Regions from separate parts of the Zea mays genome. Here region 2 is linked to region 1. The links are chromatin contacts, called in public Hi-C maps. All regions are on one chromosome and are shown on one strand. The core of a region is the stretch at or near the end of the contact, and the rest is flanking DNA. Distances in the headings are between cores, read along the strand shown.

What was found. Hi-C and Micro-C count contacts between places; a contact is called where the count stands out from the background.
Region 2: a Hi-C map of leaf shows a contact between it and region 1, with 4 times the contacts expected there. The contact joins the promoter of LOC107546754 here to the promoter of LOC103634786 in region 1. A contact is called at or near these places in 2 of 25 Hi-C or Micro-C datasets (endosperm and leaf).

The regions. Positions count from the first base shown.
Region 1 is chr8:12,086,344-12,091,388 of Zm-B73-REFERENCE-NAM-5.0, reverse strand. LOC103634786 reads left to right here and starts at 2,901. Exons shown (of 6, transcript XM_008657379.4): 1 at 2,901-3,562; 2 at 3,736-4,214; 3 at 4,328-4,810; 4 at 4,914-5,045. The coding sequence starts at 3,240.
Region 2 is chr8:12,259,906-12,264,950 of Zm-B73-REFERENCE-NAM-5.0, reverse strand. It overlaps LOC107546754, which reads left to right and starts at 3,099. Exons shown (of 1, transcript NM_001322459.1): 1 at 3,099-3,945. The coding sequence starts at 3,203. The coding sequence ends at 3,616.

The DNA.
Region 1 (5,045 bases), core at 1,652-4,151:
GTCAAAGGATGTAGTGTGGACTTGAACGAAAGCAACATGGTGATCGAGAAGATCAACATATCGAAGAAAGACATTAGATGGCTTATTGAAGACTTGTAAAGATCAAGAAAGAGTCCAAGACATAAGATGAAAGAAGGTCCAACAAAGAAACATAACGAAACGAAGAAAACAGGACTACAAAGAGCAACAACAGTTGAGTGGCCTTTTCTCATCAATGAACAAGGAATCCCTTTATGAGATTGCTTGTGACACGTCTTCTAAGGAGGTCTAGGACTCCCTCTAGAAGAAATTTGCCTCATCCACAAAGGCGCACATGGTGTGAATTTATGCGAAACTTATTATATCAAAGAAACATGATCTGTCCGTCGTCGACGCTCCTTTACACAATCTGAACTTAATTTCATACAGTTTAGATTGAGGAGATGTTAGATATATAACGTTATATATGTTAAGGACATAATGTTATATATAGTAGGAAAGGGTCATTATGCGCCTTTGATTCTGTTGGGCTTTAGATTTTGCCCCATAATTTTGGTAGTTGTTGGGGACTTGTTCTCAAATGCTATGAGTCAAGAACAAGGCAACACAGAGATATTAAATGTTATTGCCCTTCGTCTTTTGAAACATTATTTTCTTTAGGATATAATGATCTTCAGACGAAGGTCATGAAGGACATACCTTCATTATCACAACATATGTTAATAAAAGGGGAAACATATGAAATTATAAGAGATAACATGAACAATTATATGACATAATCAATTCATTCCCACTTTATTATTATAGAGAAATGGGAATGATATAGAATTACAAAGGTACCTTCGGCTTGACAGAAGATAAAAGTACAAGAATGACGCACGAGCAAATACCGGTCAGCGTGAACAGTACGGGGGTACTGTTCATGTATTTATAGGCACAGGACGCAGCCTGTAAGAAATTATATTCATGCCCTTTACATTTATTATTGACTTATAAACAAATCTATGAGGACTAAATAGCCTTTTCTCCTTTAAGTCGGTTCCTTTTCCCACGAATGAGCCGAAGCTCCCTTGCGCGCAGCTTCGGAGCAACGACAACCTTCGTCACGATCATGCTCTTCTCATCATGCATGCTTTTATCATGAATCTGAAGGTACCTGCTCATAAACCATACTTGGAAGACATTATTAAATTACGTTTTTTAAGGACCTTCGGAGGACGAAGGCCCCCAACAGCAGTATTGTTAACTTCCATGTATAGACTTTGAGATGTGACCCCAGTATCGACAGTGTTATTACCCACCATATAAATCATTCCCCTATACATTTATATATATCATTAGTACAACCCTAAGAGGACCTTGCCTTGTGCCATGTCATCGCCTTAAACTTGTTAGGTGTTACTTTATCTTTATTAGTACAAAAATGATTTTTAGAGATGATCTTTTATTTATAGAAACAAGCAAGTCATCTATATCTAACCAATGGTTACTATTCATCATCTTTTGTAGAGGTGGTTGGCATGATGGTCTCTGGAAGACAACTAACCTATTACTTAGCAATAACAACTCCTTACCACTACACCATACACTCAACTGTGAGCATATATTTGATTCTATTTTTTATAAATATTTTGTAATCTTATATTGGATATTTTGGATACTATAGGAACTCAAATGCTTGAAAAATTAACAATAAAGTTTTAAGTTTTGTCAAGCATTGGTATAGAATGTGTATCTACATGAATAAATTTGAAAAATATCTAAATATGTGACTTTGAAAAATATTTGAGACACTAAAGGCCTTTAATTCAAAAACTTATCGAGGTGAGCCACTACAACTAACTCTGGTATTCACTATGTGAGCATTCAAAGTCATCTACAAATTCTAAATCGTGAATTAAAAATTTATAAGTTTAGAACATATATTACAACTCTAAATAACTTCAAGTAAAAAGAACTTTTATACTACAAAGTTGTACATTGTATTGAGAACTATAACCTGATATAGATCATGCTAACATGTGATGTTGTTTGGATTTTTAAAATTTTATAACCCGTGGAACTAAAATGATATTCTGAGACTCTAAGTAGTTTAAATAAAAAAAACCTAGCAACTATAAAGTTTTAGATATCATCGGAAGATATAATTTTGATACAATTTTTTATTTGATTTCATATGAGAAAATTATAAATTTTTTCTGATACATCTATTTCAAAAGAAAGACATATATATTGTGATGTCTGCCTCTTTTAGTTATTTTTTTTAGATATATGCATATGATTAGAATACCCGCCTTGGTTAATAACTCTTTTCAAAGTTGAACATTTTAAGAATGCTCACCTCTGAAAATCGATTTATAGAGACGGACGTTCTAATTAAGGGTGGTCGTCTTTGTTAGGCCGTTGCCGTTTTAGAACGTCTCTGTATGCGTAAATAATGTTCCTCAAAAGCGGATATTTGCTTGGAGGCTATCTCACCATTTACGAAGATGGTCTCTAAATGTGTCCGTTTTTATTGATCGATCAGAAGCTAGGTTTTCTTGTCTGCTAAAATAAATTTTTTAGTAATGGTGCAAATAATCACCTTGATGTTGATTCGTATTTGCTTGGCATCAAGAACAGGTTATACACGTACGTACATATAGGAAAGAAGAAGAAGATGATGCTGGTAATAATCAACAAAGTGCGCGCACAGATATCGATCATGATCACATTATACCAAAACCCCACCTGATGAAACGCATATCGGCATATCGCATATGGGCTTACCTCATAACGCAAGTCACTTCATGCAGGGCCTGTCTGCTGGGCTCTCACCAAAACAGTTTACCGGCCGTTTCTGACCCCCCCTCCCCCCAAACCCAAAAAAAATATAGTTCACCGATCTCGATTTGTACTAAGAAGATCGCTTGCTTCCGGGCTAGCTTTCCTCACGTCATTTTCTCGCCTTTATATCACGTTGTTGGGCCCCATGCATGCGCCACGCCATCCTCAGGCTTTAGTTTACGGAAGCCCTTATAAGCTTTGTGTGTGTCTCCCTCCGCAAACCATTTGCTAGCCACTTTCTCTCGAACGAACAAAGCAGGCGGCGCGGCTGGTCTGGTCGCCGTGTCTGTCTGGGGGTGCACCATCATCGGCGGTTCGATCGACCGGTCCGTCTCTTCGTCCAGCCACAAGAACCAGGGAGCTTCCTCTCTGACAGGGCGCCTCTCCTCGAGAGTCGAGAAGAACCACACTCTCTCGGTCTCGGTGCTCGGTAGATGCGCATGCGCAATGCGAGCGGCAGCAGCTGGTGTTCCCGCGTGGCGGTGCTGCAGCAAGTGCTTGGCGCGCAGGCTTCTCCTCATGGCTTCGGCGTCGGCGCCGGCGCCCTGCACCTGCAGCGGCTCGGTGCCGCTACCGCCCCGGCCGGCGTGGAGTCTGCAGATGACGCAGTGATGCCGCCGGCGCCGCCGCCGCTCCTCTTCCGCGCCCTCGCGTCGCTCAACCTCCTCCTGCTCGTCGGCTACCTCCTGCTCGTCCTCCTCGCCAAGCTCTTCGCCCGCCTGCACCACCGCAGGGCCGCCGCCGAGGACCGGGCAAGGTAAACTGGCTCTGGCCTCTGGCTGCAGCACCTGCATCTGCATGCACGCACTACCGCGTGCCACTCTTCACAGATCTTCGACATGCATGCGTACCGTACGTACGTGTGGTCGCCAGTCGCCACGCTCACACTTTGCCTTGTTTCTGTGTGTATGGCCGCGTCCGCGTGCACAGTAGTGGTTGGTATGATGGCCGCCGCTGCGACCACCGCCGCCGCCGCGCGGAAGCCACGGCCACCGATGACGAAGAGTACGCCGCCGCGGATACCGTCGAAGGGCAGCAACCGGACGCGCTGTTCTGGTTCGACGAGGCCGTGTTCGAGGACAGCGCTGCCCTGCTGATGCTTGGCGACGAAGGAAAGGATCACCACCTGTACGCTGCCGCTTCTACACGTTGCTTGCAGCAGGTGGAGAGCACGAGCACCTTTCCCGCGGAGGAATCTGCCCGCATCTCGCCGCGCACCGAGAGCCCCAGCCCCAGCAGCATCGATGCGGAGCGTATGCAGCGAGCGCAGGAAGAGGAAGAGGCCAAGGGCATCGTCGCCGTCCAGCATGCCCCGACGACGACGGTCGTCCTGGAACCGGAACAGCGGAGTGCCCCTGCTGCTCCGGTCGTCGTCGCCGTACCACCGGAGCATGTCTCCATCGAATTAGGCAAATCTCCTAGCTGGATACTCTCCCCGCTTCTTATTATTCTGATCGTCATCCGTTTCATACTGATCTGACGCATTGCATGTCGTGATCGACTCATCGTCACCTGGTTTCAGGGAACAAGCAGCAGGAAAGCGACGGAGGAGAAGACGGCCGTCGCGACGCCGACGCCGACCGTGCCGAGCACGAAGAGGAGGCTGCGCCCCCGCCGCAGGGGGGGAGGTTTCCTCAAGGCTGCCATGACGTCAGGCTGTTCGTCAACAGCCGCGCGCTCGCCGACACCAGGAAGCTCCTGCTGGAAGGCGTGGTGGCCGGAGGAGGAGCGCACGGGCGGCTGCAGGACGAGAGCGGCAAGGACAGGAACGGCGGGGACAGCAGCCGCTTCGGCGCGTCGTCGACGCTGACGAGCGAGTCCACGTCCAAGAGCTCGGTGGAGTGGCAGAGCTCGACGCTGACCAAGGACTCGGAGACGGAGTACCCCTTCTCGTCCTCGTCGCGCCGGAGCTCGGCGCGCTGGGAGTCGTACACGCTGTTCCGCAAGTACGACGAGGACATGGTCTACTTCCACCGCGTCGGCGCCCAGAAGCTCACCGAAACAGGCACGTAGGCAAACAGTTCCCCCTTTTTTTTTCCCCTCCTCCATCCAATCTATAGAAACAAAAGTTAGCAAAAAACTGATTTAATTTCTGTTCCTGCGTGCAGAGTCGTTCCGGTCCATCAAGTACCAGCCGCGGTCGATGTCGGAGCGGATCGTGCACAGGCTGACGACGCCCAAGCCGCCGACGCCGAGCGCCGCTATCGGGCTGCGGGACCCGTACCCGGAGCTGGAGCGCG
Region 2 (5,045 bases), core at 1,850-4,349, 170 kb before region 1:
TCACGTCGGGGGCGGACTGCACCATCGTCTCAGGTACGAGGGTGACGCCCAGCAGGTCCCTCGCGAGCGTGCTGGCGTCGTCCGTCCGCTTGGAGTTGGCGTGTTGCAGGGAAACGGCGCTCGTCTTCGTCTCAGACGCGAGGTCGACGCCCGACGTGTCCCCCGTCGGGGCGCCGGCGCCGTCGGCTCGCTCGACAGCCGATGAGGTGCCGCCTCCTGCTTGGCCATGGTTGCCCCGCCTCCTCCTCCTCCGGCGGGGGAGGTGACGGGACAAACTCGGACGCCGTTCTTCCGCCTCGTGGGGAAGACATCGTCGATTCCGCCGCCGGCGGGCGGGTTGTCGGCCGCCATTGTCGCCGTCGCGCGGCGGAGGAAGGAGTATCATGTTGTAGCTGCCGTCGAGGGACATGAACGCAAGACTCCCGAAACGGAGCACCGTCCCGGGTTGGAAAGGTTGCTGGAGACTACCCATCTGGAGCTTGACGGGGAGCTGTTCGTCAACACGCAGCAGGCCCCTACCTGGCGTGCCAACTGTCGGCGTTTCGACCCCGGGGGGTCCCTGGACCGACGAGTGAATCGTCGTCGCGTGTCCTAGCCCAGATGGGTCGGCGCGAGACGGAGCACGAAGGGGGGTAGAAGAGAGGGGAAAGCCCGCAGCCTCCGTGTTTGTCCTGCGCCCGGGTCGGGTGCGCTTGCAGTAGGGGGTTACAAGCGTCCGCGTGGGGGGAGAGCGAGGGACTCTACGCGTCGCCCCATCATCCCGCGCGACCAACCTTCTCGTAAGAGAGCCCTGGACCTTCCTTTTATAGGCGTAAGGTGAGGGTCCAGGTGTACAATGGGGGGTGTAGCAATGCGCTATCGTGTCGAGCAGAGAGGAGCTAGTGCCCTAAGTACATGCCTTCGTGGCAGCCAGAGAGGTTTTGGCACCCTGTTCATATGATGTCGTGGCCGTCGGAGGAGCGTTGGAGCCTTGCGGAAGGACAACTGTCGGGGCTGTCGAGTCCTTGCTGACGTCTCCTTGCTTCCGTAAGGGTTTAAGAGTCGTCGTCGTCATGGAGCACGCGGGGCGCCATCATTATCTGTTTTCCGGGGCCAGCCAGATAGGACGCCGGTCCCGTTACCCGTAGCCTGAGCTAGCTAGGGATAGGGTAATGATGCCCCCCTGTGACGTGGTCGGTCCGAGCCCTGGGTCGGGCGAGGCGGAGGCTCCTCCGAGGTCGGGGACGAGTCGGTCTTCCGAGGTCAAGGTCGTGTCCGAGCCCTGGGTCGGGCGAGGAGTTCGTCGTCTTCCGAGCCCTGGGTCGGGCGAGGCAGAGTTCGTCGTCTTCCGGGGCCGAGCCCGAGTCCGAGCCCTGGGTCGGGCGAGGCGGAGTTCGTCGTCTTCCGGGGCCGATCCCGAGTCCGAGCCCTGGGTCGGGTGAGGCGGAGTTCGTCGTCTTCCGGGGCCGAGCCCGAGTCCGAGCCCTGGGTCGGGCGAGGCGGAGTTCGTCGTCTTTCAGGACCGAGCCCGAGTCTGAGCCCTGGGTCGGGCGAGGCGGAGTTTCCTATGGCGCCCGAGGCTGGACTTGGCTGCTGTCAGCCTCACTCTGTCGAGCGGCACAGCAGTCGGAGTGACGCAGGCGGCGCTGTCTTCTTGTCAGGCCGGTCAGTGGAGCGGTGAAGTGACTGCGGTCACTTTCGACTCCGTCGACTGAAGGGCGCATGACAGGATAGGATGTGAGGTCATCCTTGCATTAAATGCTCCTGCGATTTGGTCGGTCGGTGTGGCGATCTGGCCAAGGTTGCTTCTTGGCGAAGACTGGGCCTCGGGCGAGACGTGAACCTTCCGGGGTCGGCTGCCTTTGCCCGAGGCTGGGCTCGGGCGAGGCGAGGTCGTGTCCCTTGAGTGGACCGAGCCTTGGCTTAATCGCACCCATCAGGCCTTTGCAGCTTAGTGCTGATGGGGGTTACCAGCTGAGATTTAGGAGTCTTGGGGGTACCCCTAATTATGGTCCCCGACAAGCACGTGCTGATAACGTGTTGAAGTATACTCAGTGGTAAAGAGACTGAGAGAGAGACAAATGACAGAACTGTTGTTTATTGCAGAGAGAGTAGTCCTTATATACATGTGACAGGGGTCATCCCCAAGGGATGTATTCCTTGGGGATGTGTTCGTCGAGCCCCTTGAATTGGTCACTATATCACATATAACTTTGTAATATGTTATTTTGTAACATTCTTCACTCGTATCGTACTCCATGTGCTGAGACACTTGCATGCAGCCATTGAGTACGTGCTCAGCTCACACCGTCACACGTGCTGGGATTACAGCTCCAGCCTCCGATGCTCCCACGTAGTATCTTATCCTGAGCCGACCTTGTTTACGAGCCGGCGCGCTTCTTCTAGACTTCTAGTACGTACGTATACTTGTTAACGAGCGGTTCACGATGTCGGCGTGCGATCCCACACGCCCACCTTCCCCAAGCCGCCGGCGTTTCCACGTGATCGCAGGCAGGAGCACGCGCGGCCCCATGTTCCACGCTCGGCCCGTGAGCTACCCGAACGTGACGTGCTGCCATCAGAAGCTGCTGCTGCGCCGTGGAAACGAGACGCGCCGGATTCCGCCCGGCCACTGGTGGCCATGGAGGCGACACGGCGGTCGCTCTTGCAAATAAATGGCGCGCGCGGCGCAAGAAAATGGAACGTGAGGTGCCTCGTACATAATGTACTAGGGGAAAAAAAATCTGCCGTTAAACTTTACTCCGCGACGACAGCGATGCGTGACAACCAGTTTTAGCAGTCACGTCCATCCACACCAGTTTCCATCACGTTCCGCGACTCGCCCCGTCGGCCAAGCCTAGGTGCGCTGCACGTGAAATGAAACTGGTCGCGCCGACCGGCCGGCCGCGCAGGCGACTGCGGCCGCTGGCCTGGCCTCGACCACTGGGGCAGGTCACGAGTCACACACCTCAGAACTCACCAGGCCGCGCGCACTTGACGCGCCGCGCTCCGCTCCTGCTCCTGCGGAGCCCAAGCCTGTCGCGAACCCACCCCCCGCCTTCCACTCCTACAAAAGGCCGCGCGCCCAAACGCCTCGGAGCTCCACTCATCACACCGCACGAGGCCACGACACACTCTCATCACACGCACGGACCCTACCCCGTCCCCGCCCGCCTCGGAGGCCGGGGCAAAACACCGCCAGGCAGCCCAGCCCCAGCCAGCCATGAAGCGAACCAGAGCGCAGCAGTCCAAGGCGGAGGAGCCGCAGGACCCCTCCGCCGCCGCCGCGGCCAACCCAAACCCAAACCCCAAGCCGCAGCAGCGCCGGGCCAAGCAGCCGAGGCAGCCCAAGGCAGGCGCCAGGGCGAGGCCCGCCGCGGCAAATGCCGCGCCTTCTTCGCCCGGGCCGGAGACGGCGCCGGCCGTGCCGGACGCGCGCGCCGTGGACTGCTGGGACCTCGACGCCGGGCTGAGCGCGGCGGCGGCCTGGTGGACGTGGGGCGTCGACGAGGACAAGCTGCTCGGCTGGTTCCCCTTCGTGGAGGAGGACTTCCGGTGCGCCGGCGCCGGCGCCCGCTCCTGCGAGGCCGAGGCCGAGGCGGCTGCGTTCGACCACGACATTTGGAGCATCTGGTGAACCGAGCCGGTGGCGGTGCTTTTCTGTTGCGCTGTTCTTGCTCTCTGCCGACGGTAGTGTCTTGGTACAAGAGCGCGCGGGAGGATGTGTAGTAGGCGAGGTAGCTAGTCGACTGGTAGATGCGATGGTGTGTGCATGTCGGCGTTGGTCCAACTCCATTGATCGCGCACACTGTCTCTGTCTCCCGGGCCGGGCAGACGTGCTTGGTTCTGTGCCTGAACAACGGCGGCAATTTCCATCCGAGCACGTCAGCACCAAAACTCGTGTGTTGATTTGACATTTTAGGCAGGCATTGTGTGCTACGGGATTGCAATTCGCAGTTCACCCAAGCTGGGCATGTGATCAACACGTTGGAGGTCGAAATGTTCATGTCGGGTTTCTTGGTGGAATATGCAACTGCCCAGATATTGGGAGTGGAATTTGCATATTCTGCGGCTATACATTTCATTTTTAAACTAGAATTAAATTAGCGGCGTTTGTTTAAGATTATAATCTATCTAGATTATATAATATAATTTATTTTGAACTAACATTAAATTTAAAATAAGTTAGATTATACAACGAGTACATATTATAGTCTTAAACAAACACAACGAGTACACATTATAGTCCTAAACAAACACCACATAATTAAGGTTTCTAGATTATTTTGAAGAAACTTTTGGACCTTATCGATTCCCAAAATTTAAATATATAATTTTTGGATCCTGAATAGACCAAATCGGATACAGATCGATCTGTTTGGTTTATAGGTAGAGACCTTATCGATCCTCCCTATTACCAATACTCCCAAACAAGCTTTTAATGTCGGTGATAAGATCTCCGTTCCATGGGGCATATCTTTCAACGAACACGTTGTGAAAAGGTATGTGCCTATTGCGGTCCGTTGGTCAGCTGGAGGAGAAAGAAGATGTCTACACCGTTGAAGGAAACCGCCTCTGTATGCGGCATTGAGCCTGGGGTCAGGCATGACGAAACTAGACAAGGGGGTCAGGCGTACCGAAGGGAAACCACTCAAGTGGATTCCACGTCCGGCTCCAGACTAATCCGCCATAAGTGATCGATCACATTAACTACGCCTCTCTGAGCCACGGCAGAGGCGCCGATTCGCCTCACACTCCTAGCCTACGAGCCTCTCGAGCTGCAGCGCACTCATAACCTACAACCTCCTCGGTCTGCGACGCATTTTTGGCCCTCGTGCCTCCTAGTCTGCGACACACTCATAGCCTATCCGGACTAGGCCTGAGTACACATACTACCTGTAAGGCACAACACGACAAGCCACGTCGAGCTCCAAGTTATGAAGGCCAGGGGTCCGCGTAGCTCAAATGATGGTGCTTGAGTCTCATGCTATCTATGTCGTCAGCTATATAGAATATAAGACGACCAGGCGACCTCAAGGCCCACGGGCACATACGGCTTCACCAGG